2 separate regions of the Sus scrofa genome follow, and region 2 is linked to region 1. The links are chromatin contacts, called in public HiChIP or PLAC-seq maps. All regions are on one chromosome and are shown on one strand. The core of a region is the stretch at or near the end of the contact, and the rest is flanking DNA. Distances in the headings are between cores, read along the strand shown. Region 1 overlaps PDE7B (cAMP-specific 3',5'-cyclic phosphodiesterase 7B). Region 2 overlaps PDE7B (cAMP-specific 3',5'-cyclic phosphodiesterase 7B).

The links. HiChIP or PLAC-seq counts read pairs in DNA pulled down with a chosen protein or histone mark.
Region 2: a contact with region 1 is called in an H3K27ac HiChIP or PLAC-seq map of skeletal muscle, with 2.5 times the contacts expected there. The contact joins two enhancer-like sites. A contact is called at or near these places in 1 of 47 Hi-C or Micro-C datasets (embryonic fibroblasts) and 1 of 2 datasets of contacts at active chromatin or transcription factors (skeletal muscle).

The regions. Positions count from the first base shown.
Region 1 is chr1:28,113,167-28,116,917 of Sscrofa11.1, forward strand. The region is part of intron 3 of PDE7B (cAMP-specific 3',5'-cyclic phosphodiesterase 7B); the gene reads right to left. Among named protein-coding and RNA genes, the nearest start is that of MTFR2, 210 kb to the left of the region's middle. Within about 2 kb of position 1,980, at least 34 of the 83 cell types and tissues checked have an H3K27ac peak or open chromatin away from gene starts, as enhancers often do. A contact at or near this core is called in skeletal muscle, where this site is marked.
Region 2 is chr1:28,349,965-28,353,715 of Sscrofa11.1, forward strand. All of the region lies in intron 2 of PDE7B (cAMP-specific 3',5'-cyclic phosphodiesterase 7B), which reads right to left. Among named protein-coding and RNA genes, the nearest start is that of PDE7B, 74 kb to the right of the region's middle. Within about 2 kb of position 2,042, at least 3 of the 83 cell types and tissues checked have an H3K27ac peak or open chromatin away from gene starts, as enhancers often do. A contact at or near this core is called in skeletal muscle, where this site is marked.

The DNA.
Region 1 (3,751 bases), core at 730-3,229:
TACAGGAGTTCTGTTTCCTCTGTAGTATTGCTTTTTCAGGAATCACATACCCACTGGCATATAATATAAATAATAATATATGTGTATCTCTACAGACATGTGAACATCTTTTGAATTAGGTAGTTTTATCAAAGGTGTAATTTGAACTATGCCTTTTAATCATTTAATATACTGAAACAAACCAAGGGTGGTAAAAGTTGAAGTGTCAGAGTTAAGTTTTCTGCCCAGGTGGGTTTTTCCATTTTTCTTGTACTCACATGAAATATGGGATGGCTTAAGCATTACCTCATTTTTTCTGACCAAGACCCATTTCCCTGGGCATCCATCTCCAAATTGCCACATAAACCTCAGACTCATTGGTTTCCTTCTCTTTCCTAAATATTCATCGTTTACTAGAGGCCAACACTGTTGTTTTTTAATTCCTTTCAAATCTTTTATTTTTCCTCAGAGCATTATTTTTTAATAATATTCTTTTTAGAGTATCAGGCAACTTAAAAAAAAAAAAGGTTTCTGGATAAATGACTAAAAACAAAACCAGTCGAATTTTGATTTCCTAGTCTCTTTCCACGAGAGAAAGAGAGGTCATTTTCAGTATACAGCTTTTCCATCTCGTCCCCCCTCTCTCACCACCAATGGCATGTCAGGATTCCACTACACAGGGCTAGCCAAGACTTCAAATGCATAAACACATGCTCATATTCATTCTTCTGTTCACCACTTTCCAAATATCTACTAACATATTCCTCTAAGAAAGAGCACACCCTGCATTCATAGTTTACGGTATTATCAGTTCCTGACCGTTCGCAGGGATTCTAGGTATATGTGTGGTATGGTACTGACTGTTCAAAATATAGCCAAGTCCTCCTCAACTGTCCCAAAGACAGCACCTTCTTATAACACGACGAAGCCCTTATGATTCATCACTTCCACACCTGGGAGTTGATTTTTCCTGATATCAATGGCGAAATGTGTATTGCTGTCTTTTGTCAAAAGGGGAAACTGAGGCAAGGAAGTTTACCAACTTTCTCATCTCATTACAAGCTTCTAGGCTAACGTCAGTCCAGGGGACATTTCTGCATGCTGTAGTTCCATGGTTAATTATAAGAAGATATGTTTTACTTTGTATAGAGCATTACCAAAGAGCAACCCAGGAAGAGTATTCTCTCAGAACTGACTTGTCAACAAGAACTTGCAGAGACAGCACAGATACTAAACAACTCCATTCCCTCCTTTGGGGGCCTGAAGCTTAGGAGATTTGACTTGTTTAAGCCACAGGGCAAGCAAACAACCAGCTAAGCCCAGATCGCAGGTTTCTGGATTTTCAGGCTATTCATGCTCCTTCTTCCCCATCACTCTTAATTTTCAGATGCATTTCTATAACAGAGCAAACATGCATTAATCACAGCCCTCGGGCCCTATGCTGCACAGTGTGTTTTCCTTCCTTTTCCCTTTTTTTCTGTCTTGGGCTCTCCAAGGAAGGGACTGAAAAGTCATCAGACTTGGCCCCGGTATCTTTCTCACCTCCCAGTCCATTTACCTGGAAAGCTGTGGAGCGCATCTTCATTCTCTAGAAAGCCTCTCTGTTTGGTCGCCTGCAGCTCACTTTTGGATTTCCAAACCAGCTTGACCATCCTGATCATCTCTGGCAAGTCCCAGGGCAGCGGCCCCTGCTGGCACCCCGGCCGGCTGCCCGGGGAGGAGGGCAGCGCACCTTCTGGGGCCGTCCACCTTCTGCCCAGCTCTGCCGAGTGGAAATAACGCTCGAGCACAGGCATTCTGCCCTGGTCCCCAGAAGAGGAGGTCGGGAGGCGGCGGCGGCTGCTGCTGCTGCTGCTGCTGCTGCCGCCTCGGCGGCTGCTACCAGCGGGGAAATTCTTCCCAGGCAGGGGAAGGCGAATCCCCGGCAAATCCTCTCCCGCTTCGGAAAGGCAAGCCTCCTCCAGCCTGGCACAGCCTCCCTGTCCCTCCAGTCCCTCCGCAAACACTGACGACGAGACTCACTTCCCAAGCTTTCTCACTGGTGAGGACGCGCTCTGTCCTCCTTCCTTAGAGAGAGCAAGCATTTTTTCCCCTTCTCTCCCAGGCACTGACTTCGCAGCACTTAATTAATCCCAGGCTACAGCTGGAACGACAGCGGAGGGGTGGGGGGTGGGGGGAGGAAAGCCATCGAGGTTTTTAACCTTTGCTTTTTCTCTTCTTCTGATGTATTTCTTCTCGGTTCTCTTTTGGAGCTTGTCAAAGTTTGTCAAGTGGCTTGTTTAGCCCTTAGGGACTTCAGGCAAAGAAGGGGGGGCTCCCCATTGCCAGCCTCTCAGAGGGGTCCTCCAGAGGCCAGGTCTCTGAAGGTGTCAGGTAAGGAGGCACTACTCTGGTGCAGGAAACCTAGAAGCTTCCGAGGCTCCAGCCCTGCAAGCATCAAGGAGGGAAACAGGGGAAGCGGAGCACGCGGCAGAACCAATGTGCAGCTGCTTCTTTCTGGAAGATCTGACCGGGGGCCACCTGGCCGTTCCAGCACGGTCTACACCGGGCTAGGGTTATCCAGAAGGCTCTTGGAGTGATCCTTGGCCACAGTTCACACCCCCTCCTCCTCCACACGCTGCCTCCACTGCTGCTGTCACTTGGTTCTCAGCAAACTTCACTGGGTTTTGGCCTATTAGTCAAATCCCTTTGTAACCTTAGCTGCCCTTCAGCTGGAAGGGAAATAACACTGAATCGCATTCCAAAGCTATCTCTGCAAGAAGTGAGTTAGGCAAGCATCAAGATGCTCATGCAAACGTGCAGGGGGGTTGCAAAGTCTGACACAGAGCTTGAAGTGGTTGAAATCTCATTTCAAGGGAATAACAATTTCCTTCAATCGTCGAGGGTATAACCAACAGTGAAAAGAGAGGAAAGCAAGTGTTGAAGGTTCACTTTCCAGAGACGGAGCACTGTGGACATAGCAGTTGGGCCACTAACTGCTCCCCCACCTGACAGTGGTTCAGTGGAGGACAACCCGGGCCCATGTGTCCTGGATCCTGAGGCTCAGAGATGGAGGCTCTCACCCCAGAAGTCAGAACCCATACAACAGAAGGGGAGGCCCCCTGGAGCTAATGTGAAAAGCCCTGCTCATAAATGAAAGTGGGGTGGTATTGTGTTTGGCACTTCTGCCAGCAAATTGGGTTTGTAGGAACAATTTGAACTGAACATTCACGTGGATGGCTCCTATTTTCTTGGGGAGACCATTGTAACAAGCCCATCTTTCTCTCCCTTTCACATCTCTGCATTGCAAAGTGCTTTATTTTGCTTGGCATTTTATTTTGCTGATGTACAATCCGTTGCTCCTGCTCTACATTCCTTTCAGGGCTGTTTTATCACACAATCATTTGATGTTTCTTTAGGGGAGAGAAGAGGAGACTTGGGGGAAAAGAGAAAGACCATCCATTGTAGGGTGTGTATTATTTTTCATCGCTCTCACCTCATGTTTTAAATGTTGAGCCTAGCAGAGGCTACTATAATTTTGTCATTGCTATTATTATTATTCCTCTAAACCATGGTTAAGAAGTTTAGTTTTCCACACTGAATTAAGTGGCTTTTCTTCCCTCTGGATGGAAAAGTACACTGGCAAACCTACTGTCTTTCCTAATAGGCCAAGAAGGGTCAACATCCTCCAAGGATAAAAAGCAACAATAAAAGACACAAGATACTGCTGCTTGTGAGTTTCCTTATTAAAATATTGATCAAACAGCTCTTACTATAACAACCAGATATTCAT
Region 2 (3,751 bases), core at 792-3,291, 240 kb after region 1:
GAAACTGCAAGACAGATTTGCAAAGTGGTTATATACCATTTTACAAGTCCTATCAGCAATGCATGGCAATTTCAGTTGCTCTGTATCTTCACTAACAGCTGGAGTAGTCGATCTTTTTAATTTTGCCATTTTAGTAGATTTGAAGTGATTCCTCATTGTAGTTTTAACTTACACTTCACTGACGAGTAACAGGATTGAGCACTTTTTAATGCGCTTAAAATTTTTTGAGCATATATCTTTCTTTATAAAATACCTATTCAAGTAATTTGCCTGTTTTTACTGGGTTGTGTCTTATTAGCATTATTGTGTTGTAGCAGTGTTCACAGGGTTTAAATAAAAGTCCTTTGGGTTGTAAATATTTCTCCCAATCTGTGGCTTTTATATTTATTTTCTTAATGTTAGCACTGATAAGCAGTTTTTAATTTTGATGTAGTCCACTTTATTAAATTTTCCTCTTATGATTAGTATATTTTGTGTTCTAAGAGGTATTTGTCTCTCCAAGTGTTACAAAAGTAATCCACTGCTTTAGAATTTTATCTTTTATATTTAGGACTATGGTCTATCGAGTTAATTTTCATGGGTGGTTTGGGGTGAGGTTTGGGGTTCATATTTTTTTTCATATAAGTTATCTTTTGCAAAACCTTTTGTTAAAAAGACTTTCTTTACCCCCATTTAAGTAATGTTGGTACCTTGGTTAGAAAAAATCAAGTGATTGTAAATGTGGATCTGTTTCTAGACATAATATTTGCTTTTAACTATTAGTCTTTCTTTACACAACATCACATCATCACAATTATAGTAAGTTTTGAAAGCAAAAAGTACAAATACCCCCAAAGTATAATTTTATTTCAAGACCGTTCTGGCTATTCTGAGTAGCCATATAAATTTTAAAATCATCTTGTTAACGCCTATGTACATTTTATTTGTCTATGTATTTTTTTTAAAAAAAAACTCCTGAGATTTTGTTTGGGAATACTTTGAATTTATAAATCAATTTAGAAAAAATTCACATCTTAAAAATAGTATTTCTATTAATGAACAGGGTATATACTTCTATTTATTTAGATCATCTTTAATTTCTCCCAACATTTTTTAGTTTCAGTGTAACAGATCTTGCACATATTTTAGTTATTCTTATTTTATATCACTTGACGTTATAAATAGTATTATTTTTTATTTTATCTTCCAATTGTTCTTTGCTAGTAACAGAAATAAAATTGATTTTTTACATTGACCTTGTATCTGCAACATTACTAAAATCATTTGTGTGCATCAGCAGTATTTTTTTAGATTAGTTTTCTACGTACATGATCATGTTACCTGTGAGTCAAGATAGCTTTACTTTTTCCTTTCTAATATTTTTTAAAAATTAGAAAATACTTCCTTTCTTGTCTTTTTTGCTCATCTTATAGAAATGACTGAAAGTTTTAGTTGAATGTTGAATAGACTGAACAAAGAACACACTCTTGCCCACTTCCTAATCCTTGGGGAAAGTTTTGTGGGAAAGAGATGGGAAGATACATATTGAGACATGGGCCGTGGCTAATAGCTTGGTTGGCTAGTCATCAGTGAGAAGCAAAGTGATTGGAAAATCGGTGATAGTGAGGTCTGACAAGAAGTATGTGGGTAGATTCTGGGCATAAATCATGAGAATCGTTTGGTCCTTCATCAATGCTCACCAAAGAGCTGTTGATTTGTAAACTGGTCCCTGTACACAGAGAGCAAGGAGAAACTACAGAAAGAGGCAGTCCACTCTGGGTTGGGAGCTGGCAGTTTTAATAAGCAAGGGAACTTACTTGGGAGGCTTGTCTCCATGCCTGCCTGCCAGAATCTAAAAAGTTTATACATAGAAGCCTTAACTGGGTTCAGTCACATACACAGTTCAGATGGACTCACAGACTCTCTCAAGGCTAGCACAGGGAAAGCAAGAGGAATGCACATTTCAAAGATGTGGAGGGGGTAAGAGGTCACATATTGCCTGGGCCCAGCTTGCAGGTCAACAGGTGGTCACATCCTCTCATGACCTCTTCCCACAAGAGCCACTTCAGCAGCAGAGGACACCATGATCCACTCTGTGGGCATGAGTGAGCCTGTTTTTGCAGCTATCCCTGTCTTTGTCCCATGAGCTCATAAACAAAGTAGCTACGGGCAGCAGGCAAAGAGATTTTGTATGGGCTAAGCAATGTGCATTTCTCATCATCAGGGCTGATCTGGCAACAGCTACTGCTGAGTGGCCAATCTGCTGCTGAAAGTTAATACTGAGCCCTATATGACACTATTTCCAGGAGGATCAGCAGGTTGCAGGGCGATAAGTAGAGTGATTACATTACTTCCATCCTAGAAGGTCGATTCTTTGTTCTCAATGGAACAGAAACCTACTGTGGATATACATTCGCCTTTCCTACCTGCAATGTTTCTGCCAAAATCACCCTCTGTGGACTTGTTCCCCACCATGATATTCCATACTGCACAGCTTCTGATGAAAGAAATCATTCTACAGCTAAGAAAGGGCAGCATTAGGTCTGTGTGCATGAGATTCCCTTGCATTATTACCTTCTCCATCACTCTGAAACAGTTGACCTGATAGAATGACCTTTTGAAGACTGGGTTATGATGTCAGATGGATGACAACACATTGAAGGACTAGAGTAATGCCATTCAGGATAAGTCAGTGTTTAACTTACAATGCTTCTCTCACAGCCAGGCCTCACAGGTCTGGGAATCAGAAGTGGAAGTGGATGTGGCTTATCTCACTACTGACTGCTGATGAGTCACTAACAAAAGTACTGCTTCTCAGCTCTACAACCTGGGTTCTTCTGGCTTAAAGGGCTTAGTTCTCAAGGAAGGAATGAGTCTCCTGGGGGCCACAGAAAGCGTTCCATTAAATGGAAATTTGACAGTGTCATCTGGCTACATAAAAGTACTCGTGGTAGTGAGTCAATGGGTAGAGAAGAGGAATTTTAATTCGGCTGAAGTGACTGATTCTGATCATCAAGAGGATATGAAGTTTCCACTACACTAAGAAGGTTAGGAGGAGTGTGTCTGTAAATCTCAAAAGGATACATCTTAGTACTTCCACACAGTGTGGTAAAAACTAAAGCAAAGCTGCTAATCATTTATGCCCTTTAGGAATAAATGTTCGGTTTGTCCTACTAGGCAGAGAATTATGACTACACAAGGTGCTTGCTGAAGGCAAAGAGTATATGGGTGGCAAAATGAAGTATAGAATTAATAAAAACATGTTACCAGTTGCAGAAATAAACGCTAATATGTATTTCTTCCTTATTTTTATGTGAATGATTTGTACTTTTATTAACCAGCTCTGTTTTTTCTCTCTCCAACCCCCAAGATATCAGTTGTGTTAACAGCAGCTAAGCTTATATCTCAGGATTTAAGTTAGAGCATATCAAAAAGGGAATGTGATTCAGCTGTGATTGAACTCGAAGAGAAAGGCACATTAACCAAAACTGAGTAAAGGAATTTGCATCTTTTCAGGAGAGTGTTAGCATGATTTTATGTGTACATCAAATACTTTTATCATATTACAAAGTTTTTAATTTTCTTAAAAACTGAAGTCTAGTTGATTTACAACAGAAAGATGTTTTTACTAATATATTTATTTGGAAATTAAGTATGATTAAAAGAGGTTATGTGGGTACCCAGTTGTGAAGTGAAAGATTGTGATAGCTTTGTTTTGTGTCAGTTTAGCTAAACTGGAACCATTTTTCCCAATTACGTCACTGCATCATTG